Linked DNA regions of Salvelinus alpinus: region 1 is linked to region 2. The links are chromatin contacts, called in public Hi-C maps. All regions are on one chromosome and are shown on one strand. Each heading gives the region's core, a stretch centred on a gene start, on an enhancer-like site or on the middle of the called end of the contact. The rest is flanking DNA. Distances are from core to core; before and after follow the strand shown.

Evidence for each region. A called contact is a pair of places that touch in the nucleus more often than the background predicts.
Region 1: a contact with region 2 is called in a Hi-C map of muscle, with 7 times the contacts expected there. The contact joins the promoter of LOC139559206 here to the promoter of LOC139559198 in region 2. A contact is called at or near these places in 2 of 3 Hi-C or Micro-C datasets (muscle and red muscle).

The regions. Positions count from the first base shown.
Region 1 is chr29:18,894,868-18,901,639 of SLU_Salpinus.1, forward strand. It overlaps LOC139559206 (homeobox protein Hox-A9-like), which reads right to left and starts at 2,128. Exons shown (of 2, transcript XM_071374998.1): 1 at 1-2,128. It overlaps LOC139559214 (homeobox protein Hox-A10-like), which reads right to left and starts at 5,461. Exons shown (of 2, transcript XM_071375004.1): 1 at 4,564-5,461; 2 at 2,883-3,771. The coding sequence starts at 5,461. The coding sequence ends at 3,497.
Region 2 is chr29:18,574,033-18,581,027 of SLU_Salpinus.1, forward strand. It overlaps LOC139559198 (endoplasmic reticulum membrane sensor NFE2L1-like), which reads left to right and starts at 4,170. Exons shown (of 4, transcript XM_071374981.1): 1 at 4,170-5,270. The coding sequence starts at 4,707.

The DNA of each region.
Region 1 (6,772 bases), core at 878-3,377, 320 kb after region 2:
AAACAAAAAAATGGAAAGAATAATTTTACTGTTCTAGTCTAATATTGTATTCTATATCCGTGAATATCCAGGATAGCCTACATTCTGGTTATTAAACAAAACCGAGGAATTAAACAGCAATTTTCTATTACAGAAAATATATTAATTCAATCAATAACCTACATGGAAATAGGCCTAATTGTGGCATATTAAAAAAATTAAGATTCAACAAATAAGCGACAATTATGGATATTCGTCCTAGAAAATAGTATGCACATAGTAGTGCACATCGACCTGTAGCCTAGCGGGCTTCTTTTTCAAATACAAATACTTTACCACTATTACTAAACAATAGGCTACACATATTGTTTACATCCAACTATTACTAGGAGTTCTATTAGCCTATTATGAGACCACTATCATAATTAGGACCCTGTGTTTTGATTTACCTGGATTTTAACGTTCATTAAAAATATATATTATCAAACTTTACCCTTTTATTTTTATGTCAGATGGTCCAGCATCATCCTCAGACAATTGTTTTTATTTTTGTTCTAATTCTCATTTCTGGAAAAGGCTTCAAATAAAGGTTAAAATCCAGGTCATGTGACATGATCAACCAAAACACAGGCCCCGAACCATAATTACCATTAGCACTATTACAAATAGGCTACCAGCACAGCAGTGCCAATTATGGAAGCCACTATGGCTAAAGAAAAAAATTATACACTATTAAGTAGAAACTAATACGCTAACAAATACAGCATAATGTACAGAAGCCGTTGAGTTTATGAGTTTTCCTCATAAAAGTGGGAGATACCTCGTGAGAAAAACATGCAATTAATAGATAATTGAATAGATACTTTACACATGGGGTTGTTTGTTTCATCATCCAGACACATAGATCACGTTCTAATCAAATTTGAAAGCAGAAATAAAACTCGTTTTCAGAAACCGAACAACGCTCAATGGACACGCAAATACAATACAAACCAACACATGTAATTCAACAATAGCCGAGGAGAGGCTTTCTGAACATGCAAACCCAAGTCTGGATACAATATGATCAAATCTGAACTAGTATGAAGAGAGGAAATGACGGCGTAACACGTTGTAACACTTCACAGACATGTTCTCGAACCTTACCCTACCATAGCTTTAGAGAACCGTGATAGTACAGCCACAGAATTACGTGTTCTATTTATTACCGTCAAATAAAACTGAAAGCTAGGCCAACACCTTACAGGCCACAGGCGATTGACTACTGCTAAATAATCCACTCCAGCCTGTTTTCCCATACTGAAGGGAAAAAACGGTATAACTCATACCAATAACTGAACAGATAGGCGTTCATCTACCTGGAACGCATTGGGCCTACAACTGTGCATAATCAGATAATGCTTGGTGAAAATATGTTAGAGACATTAGAACAAAATATAGAGGCTAGTGGATAAATAAAGGCTATGCGCACTTAAACACAGCACAGACAGGCACCTTCAAAAGAAAAAAAGGACACAAAAGTGAATGCAATGGCACTTTAAGGCTGTAAACTAAATCAGGGTGTTTTTAACACGGACCCAGTATACCGCAGGGGTTATTCACTTATTTTTCCCGCAGATAACAGCTTGTCTGGCGGATCTAAATATCGCCATAAAGCCCTTCCTTTCTTTTGTGTCCGGGCTGTATTGCGCAGCGGAAGCATCCGGTTCAATTGCCCACCGGCGCGCCGCTGAGGTCGCTGTTGCACACTCAACTTCCCCTTCCACTCCAATGCAGTGGTCGTAACCGAGGCCTTGTCTGGCGTCATTGCGTCACGACTGACAGAAAACATGCTTATCTATACGCTAAATCCAAGTCCAACTCGCCTATGGCTGAGCTTTTACCAAGATAAATATAGGACGCAGGCAATACAGGGGCTTAATTTAACGACGAAAATAACAAGTAGAGTTTGTATAAATATTACTGACGATATGTTAAGAGAAATACACGCCAGCAAGTATTTCTCAACAGCTAAAGGAAATAAGAAATGTCCTATTGTTTATTCATATATTTATGGAAAAACAAATAACACTCCATCCTATTACATACAATTCAATCAGATTTCACGTGTCCCAGACTAAGTTGACTGAAGTTTCGATGTATTAAACTGGGCCAATTCAGACAGTTTCGTGTTGTAGAGGTAGAAAATAGATCCCAACAACATGAAACTACCTAAACCACTCCACAGTCCGCTCCAGGCCTCAAGACGCACAGCAGCCAATGCATAACGCCACGTCTTCTTCGGTTTCATATCGATTTCAAACACCAATGCTGTTCATAACGAGCCTGTATTGAAAGTACCATGTTCTTTAATGTTCATGATCAAATCTTTGCACTGGAAATTGTCTTTCTTTTTACATGTTGAGTCCAGAAAACACAAATCGCAAACAACAAATTGACTTACCCATTCATCGAAGTTATTCCACTATTCCAATCACAAAATGAATGGATGACTTAGTAGTCCAAAAATGCCAAAACGCAGTATAACTTTCTACCACTGTCTATTGCTTCCTCTCCGGCTAAACGTCTCTCTCTCGACTGAAATCAGTCTTTGGGGAGAGCGAGAATCGTCATATACGAGCAAGTCATAAAACTCTACAAATGCCGCCTTGCAGCGTTATAGGCCTGTGCCTATACCGCCTAGACATATTATGACTGGTGTAATATTTAAATCGTTTCCGAGAGCTATTCCATGGATCCTTTAAACATTTCTGAACGGACAGGCAAAAGCCAAGTAATGTACAACCCAAAGAGTACCTACAACTTCAATAGCCTGTCCAAAATGCCAATACTATTTTACAGAAAAAAATGGCGAGAAATACAGAGGTATAAACACAGACTTCAAAAACCAGTCTAATCCAGTATATGTGAACTGATAATTTATTACGCAATACACAAAACACAATCTCATATGTACATAACGTTATACACAATAAAAACATTTTCACAATGTAGACAGCTCATGTACATTTCCCTTAGTTCGAGTCTACACAACTAAATGATCCTCAACTCATCATAATATATCGGAACAATACATTGATAGGGCGACTCATCTTATTCCCTCACTGTTGATAGATAGGCCTTGTGTGATCCACATTGCAAAATGCAGGAAAAGGGGGGTGTGAATCATGTTGTTTCATGCAATCTCCATTTTAAAGAAACTCCACAATATATGCAATATATTTGTAAAACTCAATTGTGATTTATATGTGTAGCTCCAATTTAGATAAAATGTCAACCATTATTTTACCCAAGACACCTATTCCAAGACGTGACAGCAATAACAGAACCGAATCAACGAACAATTAACAAAAAATAGGAAGAAATAAGAAACAACCGGTAACATTCACGTTTTACCAGTAGCTATACAGGACGATGCAAAGGCTTGCCTGTAGGCCTAAGAAAGATGTGCCCTTTTCAACTTGCATTATAACTAAAGCTCGTTTAATACAAAGCTTATTAAAAACATTCAGTGTTATCACGAAAAACCGAAATTTGACGTGAGCTCCCGAATCCTGTTTTCCCGGGTCATTTTCTTCAGTTTCATTCTGCGATTCTGGAACCATATTTTGACCTGCCTGTCGGTCAGGTGCACGCTCCTACTGATCTCTAGGCGACGCTCGCGAGTCAGGTACATGTTGAAGAGGAACTCCTTCTCGAGCTCCAGTGTCTGGTGCTTGGTGTATGGGCAACGTTTCTTCCGGCCGCTTTTTGCTGTTAGCCAGTTGGCGGTGCTCTCACTTTTTGAGTCTCCTAAAGGAAATGGTAGATACATGCTTTTAGGCTGACAGCTTGGGATGTAAGATAGGCCGCGCGCACGCTTGTGTGTGTGTGTGTGTGTGTGTGTGTGTGTGTGTGTGTGTGTGTGTGTGTGTGTGTGTGTGTGTGTGTGTGTGTGTGTGTGTGTGTGTGTGTGTGTGTGTTGTGCAGGTCAATGGGTTGATATAGGCCTTTCCATAAGGAAGGTTCAACGGCCTTGTGTACTTTGCTTGAACTTAAAACATGTGCAGGTAATAATTCAAAGATATTTTATGAGATGTATAACATTTTCTATCATTTTAGACCTACTATAATAAGAACAAATATCAACAGACAAAAATAAAAACACGCTTTTAGTAGATAGTGAATAGACATAGCCTACGAATGTTAGGCCTATTTTGAGCGACAGTGAAGTCATTTTTTGTCCAAAGAAACAAGGGCCTATAATGGAAACTCTATGATAAACCTATAGCCTAAGCCGAAACAAATAATAACATGTATTTTTTTATAATAACATTGCTTTTTTCCCCCACAGCATTTTTACTTTCATGCCCGCTTGATATTAAGACATTAAAATATTCTCAACTAAAGCATGGTGTGGCCTCATATAGACCATATATAAACCCTGAATAAAAACAAACAACTAAATGACCTCTGAATGCTAAAGCAGAAATCCGTCTCTCGGCAAGTGTTATAATCTTTTTATTTGTCGCTTCAATAAACAGCATGAAATAAAACCAACCGTGGCAGAGTGAGTGACAACACCTTTTAATGATCTCAGCTCACCTTTAGTCGTTTTCACTGACTTTTTCTTCTCGAGCTCCACCTCAGCTTCCTCGGGAGAGGAAGGTTCCCCGTCGGAGGACGCTCGCGTCTCCTCGTCCCCCTGTAGGGCGTTCGTCTGCTGGGGCTTGGGCGCGTTACTGGAGGGCAAAGCCTCCTCGGTGTCTCTCCTCTCGTGCTCCGCGGTGGCTGAGCAGGCTAAAGCTGAGGACAGCTGGGGTGTCGAGGTGTGGAAACGAGTCGGTGCAGGGGGGTGTAGGCCAAAGTGAGAATGAGAGGGGTTCGATTGGGCACCGTGGTAAACTTTATGAGAGCGTGCGTGCGTCTGAGACAAGCGGAAGTAGCCAGGCACGGGTACAGTACCGCCACCACCGCCGCCGTCGGTGACTGTACACGAGCCTGAACCGGAGCCTGCTGTGGTTAGCCTCGAGTATGTCAGGTCTTCGGCTGTGGAGGCTTTGGGGCACTTCTGCGGTTCATAGAGACAGTACGCGCTCTCCTCCTTAATGCTCTGCGGGAACGAGCAGGGCGCGACCTGGGGACACACAGTTTGTTGCTGGTCCATTCGGTCCATTCTGCACGACCTCTGCGCGTCCATCCACATCTCCATGCCTGACATATACGCGCCTGACGCGGCAGACATCATGTTTTGGGGACCTGCGTTGCTCCGCTTGCCTATGCCAGGGAAGTATCCACAGTTCTGTAGTCCGTAAGGAACCTCTGAGGCGGTGTTATGGGGCAGACACACGCCGCTGCCCGGGTAGTAGTGTCCCCCTGCACCCTCGGTCCGACCGCTGATCAGAGAATCCACAAAAAACGCGTTTCCTGCGGGGCTGTCCGAGCATGACATTATTGTAGTGTATTTTGGCGAGGGGAGAAGATAGCCCTTTCTGGCTGACATTTCTTGTGCAAAACATGCTGGATATGATTAGATGTACCCCCCTCTCCACCGTGCAGCCTCTGGAGCCAATAGGAACGCTCGGATAGGCAGGGCCCCTCCCCACCCACGACCACGTAGCAGTCGGGGCCATCGTAGGTCTGAGGAATAGAAAGGAGAAAGCACAGCAATCAGTGCGTTTCTCTCATCTCGCTTTAATGCACCACCATAGCGCCGACGGGGCGAGGCCCTATGTGCAGAATGCAAACATTCGAAAATAAAATGTAGTCTATGCGCACCCATGCATGCGCAAAGGGGAGTTCTGCAGCATATGTTCCATATCAACTACCAATTCTGTTTTCAGCATTATTAAGAGAAGTGCGTCTTATCCCCTATTATTTTGAACTGTGCGTAAAATAAAATATGCATAAGGTTCAATCAAATGATTCATTTAAGCCCTATGGCTCCCTATAGTTGATACCTTATATGCGTAAATATCACACAAGAAGACAAAATGGAAACCATATTCGTTTCAAATAAGACATGCACAGACGCAACAACAGGACCAATAAAGGAAAGCCTATTTAAGCTACTAAATAATGACGTGTTCACCTCATCATTATAACACAATGAATATGAAATAAAAATTACAAAAAGTATTTGACACCCTATTTTACACTGTAGGTTAGTGACCTTTAAAGATGCCTTTGCAAAAGTTTAGAGACTTCAAGTGTTACATCCTTCAACTGCAGATAAGGCTATGCGTTCTTCCTGTACTAAAATGAGAGGTTTACCAGGTTTAACAGCCCTCAGATGCTGTTTAATCGATACTAGACTAGATACAACTAGGCTACATGTACTCCTTATATAGCTCATTTAAAATGAACGTTGGAAAAGTAATACCAGCACATTAGTTCATATTAAACCAAATAAATTAACAACCACTTCGCAAGTCATTCGCGCCTATAGCCTACACCTTTTCATGGGCATTGTCAACAATACTCCCGAACTGTAAGTGACAACTGTAAGCCAACATTAAGGTTCCCTTCAGGTTTAAACAGGTATGGTAAACAGGGCGTAACAAGACGGCTACACTTTCTTTTACAGTGATTTAATATAAAATAGATCACTGCGTAGGTCTAATTAATTGACAAGTAAATGGATTGTAGAGAAATAAAACACCGATGAAAGCAGTAGACCTAATTGACAGGAACATTACACGCTTTACATACAGCAATTTTCTCCGTGTTCAAAGGATTTGTTTCTTCTAGATCTAGTTGTTATATAAGATATACATATGGGGACATCAAAACAGACTGTATATCCGACTCAAAT
Region 2 (6,995 bases), core at 2,920-5,419:
AATTTCAGATAAATGTTGAGAAGTGTTCTACAACGTGGCTCCAAATCAATAGCCAATCCAATTTCACTATATATGATTGCAAATTGATTACGAAATGCTTGAATAATACGTTTTTATATGCCCCATAAAATAAGCAAAACGAGTTCAATCAAGTACAGTCTTAACTGAATGACAACAGAGACAGAATAGAACATGGAATTTTATTGAATAGTTTGGAGTAGGCCTCATCTCCAAGGAATGCTCCTCGGGGGCCAAATCAAATTGTATTCGTCATATGCTTAGTAAACAACAGGTGTAGACTAACAGTGAAATGCTTACTTCTGGGCCCTTCCAAAGAGATAAATATATTATAGAGTAAGAAAAATCTTCCAATTTCGTTTTACAAACAATAAGTCAGGAATAAATAGAAAAATAATAACACAAGGAATAAATATACAATGAGTAACGATAGGTATTCACACCCCTTGACTTTTTCCACATTTTGTTGTGTTACAGCCTGAATTTAAAATGGAATAACAGACATTGAATATCCCTTTGAGCATGGTGAAGTTATTAATTACACTTTGGATGGTGTATCAATACACCCAGGCATTACAAAGATACAGGCGTCTTTCCTAACTTCGTTGCTGGAGAGGAAGGAAACTGCTCAGGGATTTCACCATGAGGCCAATGGTGATTTTAAAACAGTTACAGAGTTTAATGGCCGTGATAGAAATTGAGGATGGATCAACAACATTGTAGTTACTCCACAATACTAACCTAACTGACAGAATTAAAAGAAGGAAGCCTGTACAGAATAAAAAATATCCCATAACATACATTCTGTCTGCAACAAGGCACTAAAGTAAAACTGCAAAACAATTGGTAAAGCAATTCACTTTTTGTTCTGAATACAAAGTGTTATGTTTGGGGCAAATTCAACACAACACATTACTGAGTAGCACTCTCCATATTTAGCATAGTGCTGGCTGCATCATGTTATGGGTATGCTTGTAATCGTTAACGACTGGGGACTTTTTCAGGATAAAAAATAAACGGAATGGAGCTAAGCACAGTCAAAATCTTAGAGGAAAACCTGGTTTAGAATGCTTTCCACCAGACACTAGTAGATGAATTCACCTTTCAGCAGGACAATAACCTAAAATACAATGCCAAATCTAAACTGGAGTTGCTTACCAAGAAGGCAGTGAACGTTCCTGAGTGGCCGAGTTACAGTTTTGACTTAAATCTATATGAAAATCTAGGGCAAGATCTGAAAGTGGTTGTTAGCAATGATCCACAACCAATTTGAGATCTTGAAGAATTTTGAAAAGAATAAATGGGAAAATGTTGCAAAATCCAGGTGTAGAAAGCTCTTATAGACTTACCCAGAAAGACTCACAGCTATAATCGGCGCCAAAGGTTAACTTATGTAAATGAGATATTTCTGTATTTCATTTTTTTTAATTAGGTAAAATGTCAATAAACATGTTTTCACTTTGTCATTATGGGGTACTGTGTGTAGATGGGTGAGAGAAAAAAAGATTTAATCAATTTTGAATTCACGCTGTAACACAACAAATGTCAGAATAAGTCAAGGGGTATAAATACTTTCTGAAGGCACTGTACATGGGGTACCAGTACCAAGTTGATGAGCTGGGGTACAAGGTATATGAGGTAGATATGTACATATAGGTAGGGATAAAGTGACTAGGCAACCGGATAGATAATAAACAGTAACAGCAGCAAATGTGATGAGTCAAAAGAGATTAGTGCAAAAAAGGTCAATGCAGATATTCTGGGTAGTTATTGGTCAACTATTTAACTAACTATTTAGCAGTCTTATAGCTGTTCAGGGTCCTGTTGGTTCCAGACTTGGTGCATCGGTACCACTTGCCGTGTGGTAGCAGAGAGTGAGAACAGTCTATGACTTAGGTGGCTGGAGTCTTTGACCATTTTTAGGGCCTTCCTCTGACACCGCCTGGTATTAAGGTCCTGGATGGCAGGGAGCTCGGCTCCAGTAATGTACTGGGCCGTACACACTACCCTCTGTAGCGCCTTGCGGTCAGATGCCAAACAGATGCCATACTAAGCGGTGACGCAGCCAGTCAAGATGCTCTCAATGGTGCAGCTGTAGAACTTTTGGAGGATCTGAGGGTCCATGCCGAATCTTTACAGCCTCCTGAGGGGGAAGAGGCATCATGCCCTCTTCACGACTTGTGTTGATGTGTGTGGACCATGATAGTTCCAGACAGATGCTGATGACAGATTGCCCTATGCTACCATATAAATACCTGCTCTGCTAATGAGGTAACATTATAAAAGATACCATATGTACACCTGCTATGCCTGTGAGACAGGAAGTGAATTATATTGTGCTTACTAGATACATGTAAAAGTGACGAGCAATTCAAAATGTAACTATCGTAAACTACATTAGCAAAGGAAAGCGTATTCTAAGGAGGACCAAACTGAAGAAGCTCATCCTAACGACTAAAGGGCGAAATATACCGTTGGAGCAATTAGTAAACAGCTACATTTCTCAATGGCACAAAATGAAATCAATGGAATCAAAAGAGGTGATAAACAGAGTAGGCCTGTAGACATACTTGCTGCATTGAATGGAAAAGTGGGGTATTTTTGTGAGGAAATAATGCTGTATCATAATGTGCTGCAAATAAGCATGTTGTTCACCTGTATACCTACAGTAGGTCATGGCTGGTCCACACTGAATGTGATGGCAAACCCCCATGCAAGGTCCTTCCAATGTCTGATTTCCATAGAATGTTCCATTAACCACCAGCAGGGGGTGTGTAGGAGCCATATTTGACCAAAAAGCCTACTGCTTTTTTTCTGAATCATTATCATGATCACCAGTACCACCATCCATCACCACCACCACATACCTCACACCCCACCACAGCGGATAGTTGGCTATTGTTTCATTGATAACTTATAACAAGCCTATGTCTAATCATCCAAACAACATTTTGTCCCAAGTCCTATATGGTTACAGAGTAGGTTATAGAGTAGGCCTACATTGCATGTGAAATTAGATAAAAGTGCACATTACAACTCACTGATTCATCATGATTTGAATGATGCTCTCTGGTCCAATACTGTAGTTAAGCTTCCTTTCCTTATTGTGTTCCTTCACAAGCATGAATCTAAAACTATTTGGAAAGTGATACCTAGTGGGAGTAAGTGTTGCCTGACACTGTTCTCTCCATCTGTGGTCATGGAGGAATGGAAAGGAAGTCAGTTATGTGTTCTGTGACACAAACATAGCCTGATAAATACTACATTAATCCCTTACAACATTCAGAATATGGTCATCGTTTTGCTGAAGTGGCATTTGTATACGCGCTTTGTTTCAACTATGCCTCTAGGGGGCGTTATGGTTTCCCAAAAGATCACAGAACATGCATCGCCATTTGATCATCTGTTGTCAGGGTCTGGCTGGCCAAGCAATACAGGATGGCAGTGTTGTACTGTCAAATCAAACATTTGATAATTCTACTTAGTTAGGCCCACTAGCTCTACCTCTACTGAAGAAAGTGTCATGCACTTGTTCAACATTTTATAGAAGTCTAATCATTTTTGTCTTTACATTTTTATTTTTCTAGGCATCAATATTTTTTATTGTATGAGAGAAAATACTAATCAAATGTACCAATGTATATCATTATTGAGGGTGGGAGAAGGAGATGAAGGACTGTGTTCTGTCATGGAACACAATCTCCAGACAAGCAATAGATTGGCAACAGTAGCACTCTCTCGTGGAAGCCTTATGTTTCACATAGGTATGAAGAGGATTAAGTAACTATCATTCATAACTAAAGACTTTATTGAAACATGTTTGAATTAATTGCTGAGTTCCCAAGAACAACATGACCCGTTGGTACATGGTTGTGAACACTGTACTGTACATATCGTGTAGTGTTGAAAGCAGGTCAGTAGGCCAAACGTCAAAAAGAAAATGTCCCCGGAAGTACTGTCGAGGTCCCGCCCCTGACACTAAAGGGCAAAGTAACATTCCACAATAACGGTAATGTTCTTGTGATACACATTGTAAACCGTTTCAGATATTGCAAGATTAAATAAAATTACTTTCAAGCACATTGCTAAGTATAAATGTATGTTCATAAGGCTGTGTTTGGGCCAGAAATCCAATGAAGGGGGCGTTTTTTTTTTTTTTTAACTAAGAGCGGTGGGATGCTACAATTGGCTCACTACATGACAGAATACATTTTCAGCCAATCGGAGCCTGTTGCGATGAGCTATGGGCCCACATTTTGTAAATTATGCAAATCCTTCCCCAAGACTCCTCCACGCGGCCGGTAGGGAGTGAGAGAGCAATAAACATTAAACCCAGGAGAGAACCGATTCGGAATATATATTTTATATTATAATTAGATTAAAACAAGGCAGACAAATAAACAAGGGAGATTACAGTTAATTATAGTTTCATCTATGATTAAATTGTTAATTATATGTGGTCGTGGTACAGTTGTTCGTTTAAGAGCATGTTTCTGTCAGGAAGTTATCAGAAGCCGGTAGTGCAGTAGCTAGCTAACGTTTTCGCCGGGGACGGGCGGACCTCTTTGTCTGACAGGGGAAAGGAACTCGTGCTCTTTTGTTTTGCATTGTCTTTGTTTAGTGGGCTAAAGGGAACTCTAGGATCAGCGTTTCTCTTTATTGACGTTCTTCCCCACAAAAATAAAAAGATGCAAAACGTGAAGAAATACTTCACAGAGGGACTAATCCAGTTTACGATCTTACTCAGTTTGATCGGAGTTCGCGTGGATGTCGACAGCTACTGGAACGGCTACTACTCACCGCTAGAGATTAACGACGGTCCCAGCTCAGCCTTTATCCAGACACCGTTTCACAGTTTGAGGGACAATTGGGACGGGTACAGCGTGCACCCCAAATGTCCGGAGTTGGACTATTTCTTCGCCAGCCGTCGGCTTCTGGACGAGGTGAGGGCTCTTGGGTCGCCCGCCCGGTTCCCTACGCAGTTGAGCGCGTGGCTCGTGCACCAAGTACCTGACAGATCGGAATTCGGAGAGCCACCGAACAGTACGAGTAGCAGTAATGTTAATGCGGGGCTGTCGTCAGAGAGCACCGGGGAAGAGACCAACGACTCTGACCTTCTCGCCGAGGACGAGAGCTGTTCTACTGTTAGCGCTAGGTTGAGAGGCCGGCAGGAGGAGTGCCAGACTGCCACCCAACTAAGCACTGAGCCGGGGCCTTATCCCAGCACCGGAGCCTGCGAGATACCCAAAGAGGCGAGTACTGCAGCCAACTAGCCAACTTTATCTGGCTTCAAACTTCATCTACTCTAACTAATGTGTCGCCCATGAAGTTTTGTGATGAAATGCGAACTAGGCCTTTAGCTACACTAAGTGTAGCTGACAATGGGACTGACAAGTGTATTGTGATAGCCAGCTAAACAGCTAACGTTAGGCCAATAACGTTACTAGCTAGCTAACTTGCTGTTATGACACCAACTGATAAGGTTCTATGCACATGGCATGCTGAACTTTTACATTCACTTTCACTTTGAATGTTATTTTTTTTTAAAGCTAGATGACCTTTAGATTGGTATCTCCTGACTAAGCACAACGTAATAAATAAACGACAGAGGTCTCCTCCAACAGGTCGATAGCGAGCTATCAGCGCAGTTCACCAAACAATTCTGAAAGTACATGCAATTTAAGTGTTCCACCGCAAACAGCCATGAACAAATTTCACAAGTATCAGACACCGCAAGCTACTATCTAATCAACATTGACATTATCACACCCCTGGTTAGCCACTATTGGCTTACATAGTCAAACCTAACACTATCTGCCAATTCATTTCCAGCATTATTTCGTCTGTCTCTTGTGCGTGTTTGTCTATCACTCCCGTGTGTGGCCAGTAATCGTCTTACTTTCCCCAAACCCTTGTCAATTAAATGTTAACAGCAAAGTAGGCTAACCTGACAGAAGTATATAATTTTGTATGTATTTGTTATTTTCAAACTTTGACATGAAATGAGCAGCAGCAGTGCACAAATTGCTGGACTGGCACATTCATCACGTGCTAGATGCGCCATTAAAGGGACAGGGCCCTGTTGCATAAAACAACCAGTTCATTTCCCCCTTATCTTTTCTTAACTTTAACATCATGACACTTTCTGGAAAAATTGGGTTAAAGACCCAAATGTTTGAGACAGCCTGTTTCCCATCACTAGTAATGAATCTCCCAGGGTTGCAGTTTTTATGGTTGAGGAGGAGTGAGACAGAACAGCTGCTGGATCAATGGATGTGATTCCCTGAGGCTAGTTGTTGAATCTGTTATTTCTTCACACTTTACCCTTGTTCACCAGCTGTGGGCCAGGAGAATAGGTGGGGAAGTAAGGGCCTAGTACCTGCCCCCTCTTTGTAAAAGCATTTGTCCTCAAATACAGCAGGCCCAAGGCAACTCTAGTTTAAGACGATTTGGATGCCATCAATTTACCTAGATTTTTTTTGTCAGAGTTTAATTTACTACTAACCTTGTTTTAGGTTTCAGTTTTTCTGTTCAGAAGATCACGCACTACACTTTCCAAAGAAGGTGCAGGAAATTCTACATTCTTACAACAATGACAGTTGGATTTAGGCTACAAAACTTTGTTTCTTATCGTTGAAGAAGTTCCACTTTCACAATTTACAAGTCCAGACCGAGCTAGTCAGAAGAGGACTTGGATTAAGTTCAATTTTAGTCATCCCCTTTGCCTCTGGCATTAACGTATATGCAAACGCTGTACTCTTGCTGTATTCTCATCCGCCCCTGTGGTAAAACATGACGAACCCTGTTGTGTAAGTTGTGGGTTTGAATTACTTATTCTCTCCACCCATAGGGTTACACACTCTTTGGGCCTTGGGTGTGTGTTTTTGTAGGGACAAAGGCCCACACTCACTGTAGTGAAAAACACTGCTGTGGCTTGGGAGTGTCCAATGTCAAAGACCGGGTTATCTTATCCCCCA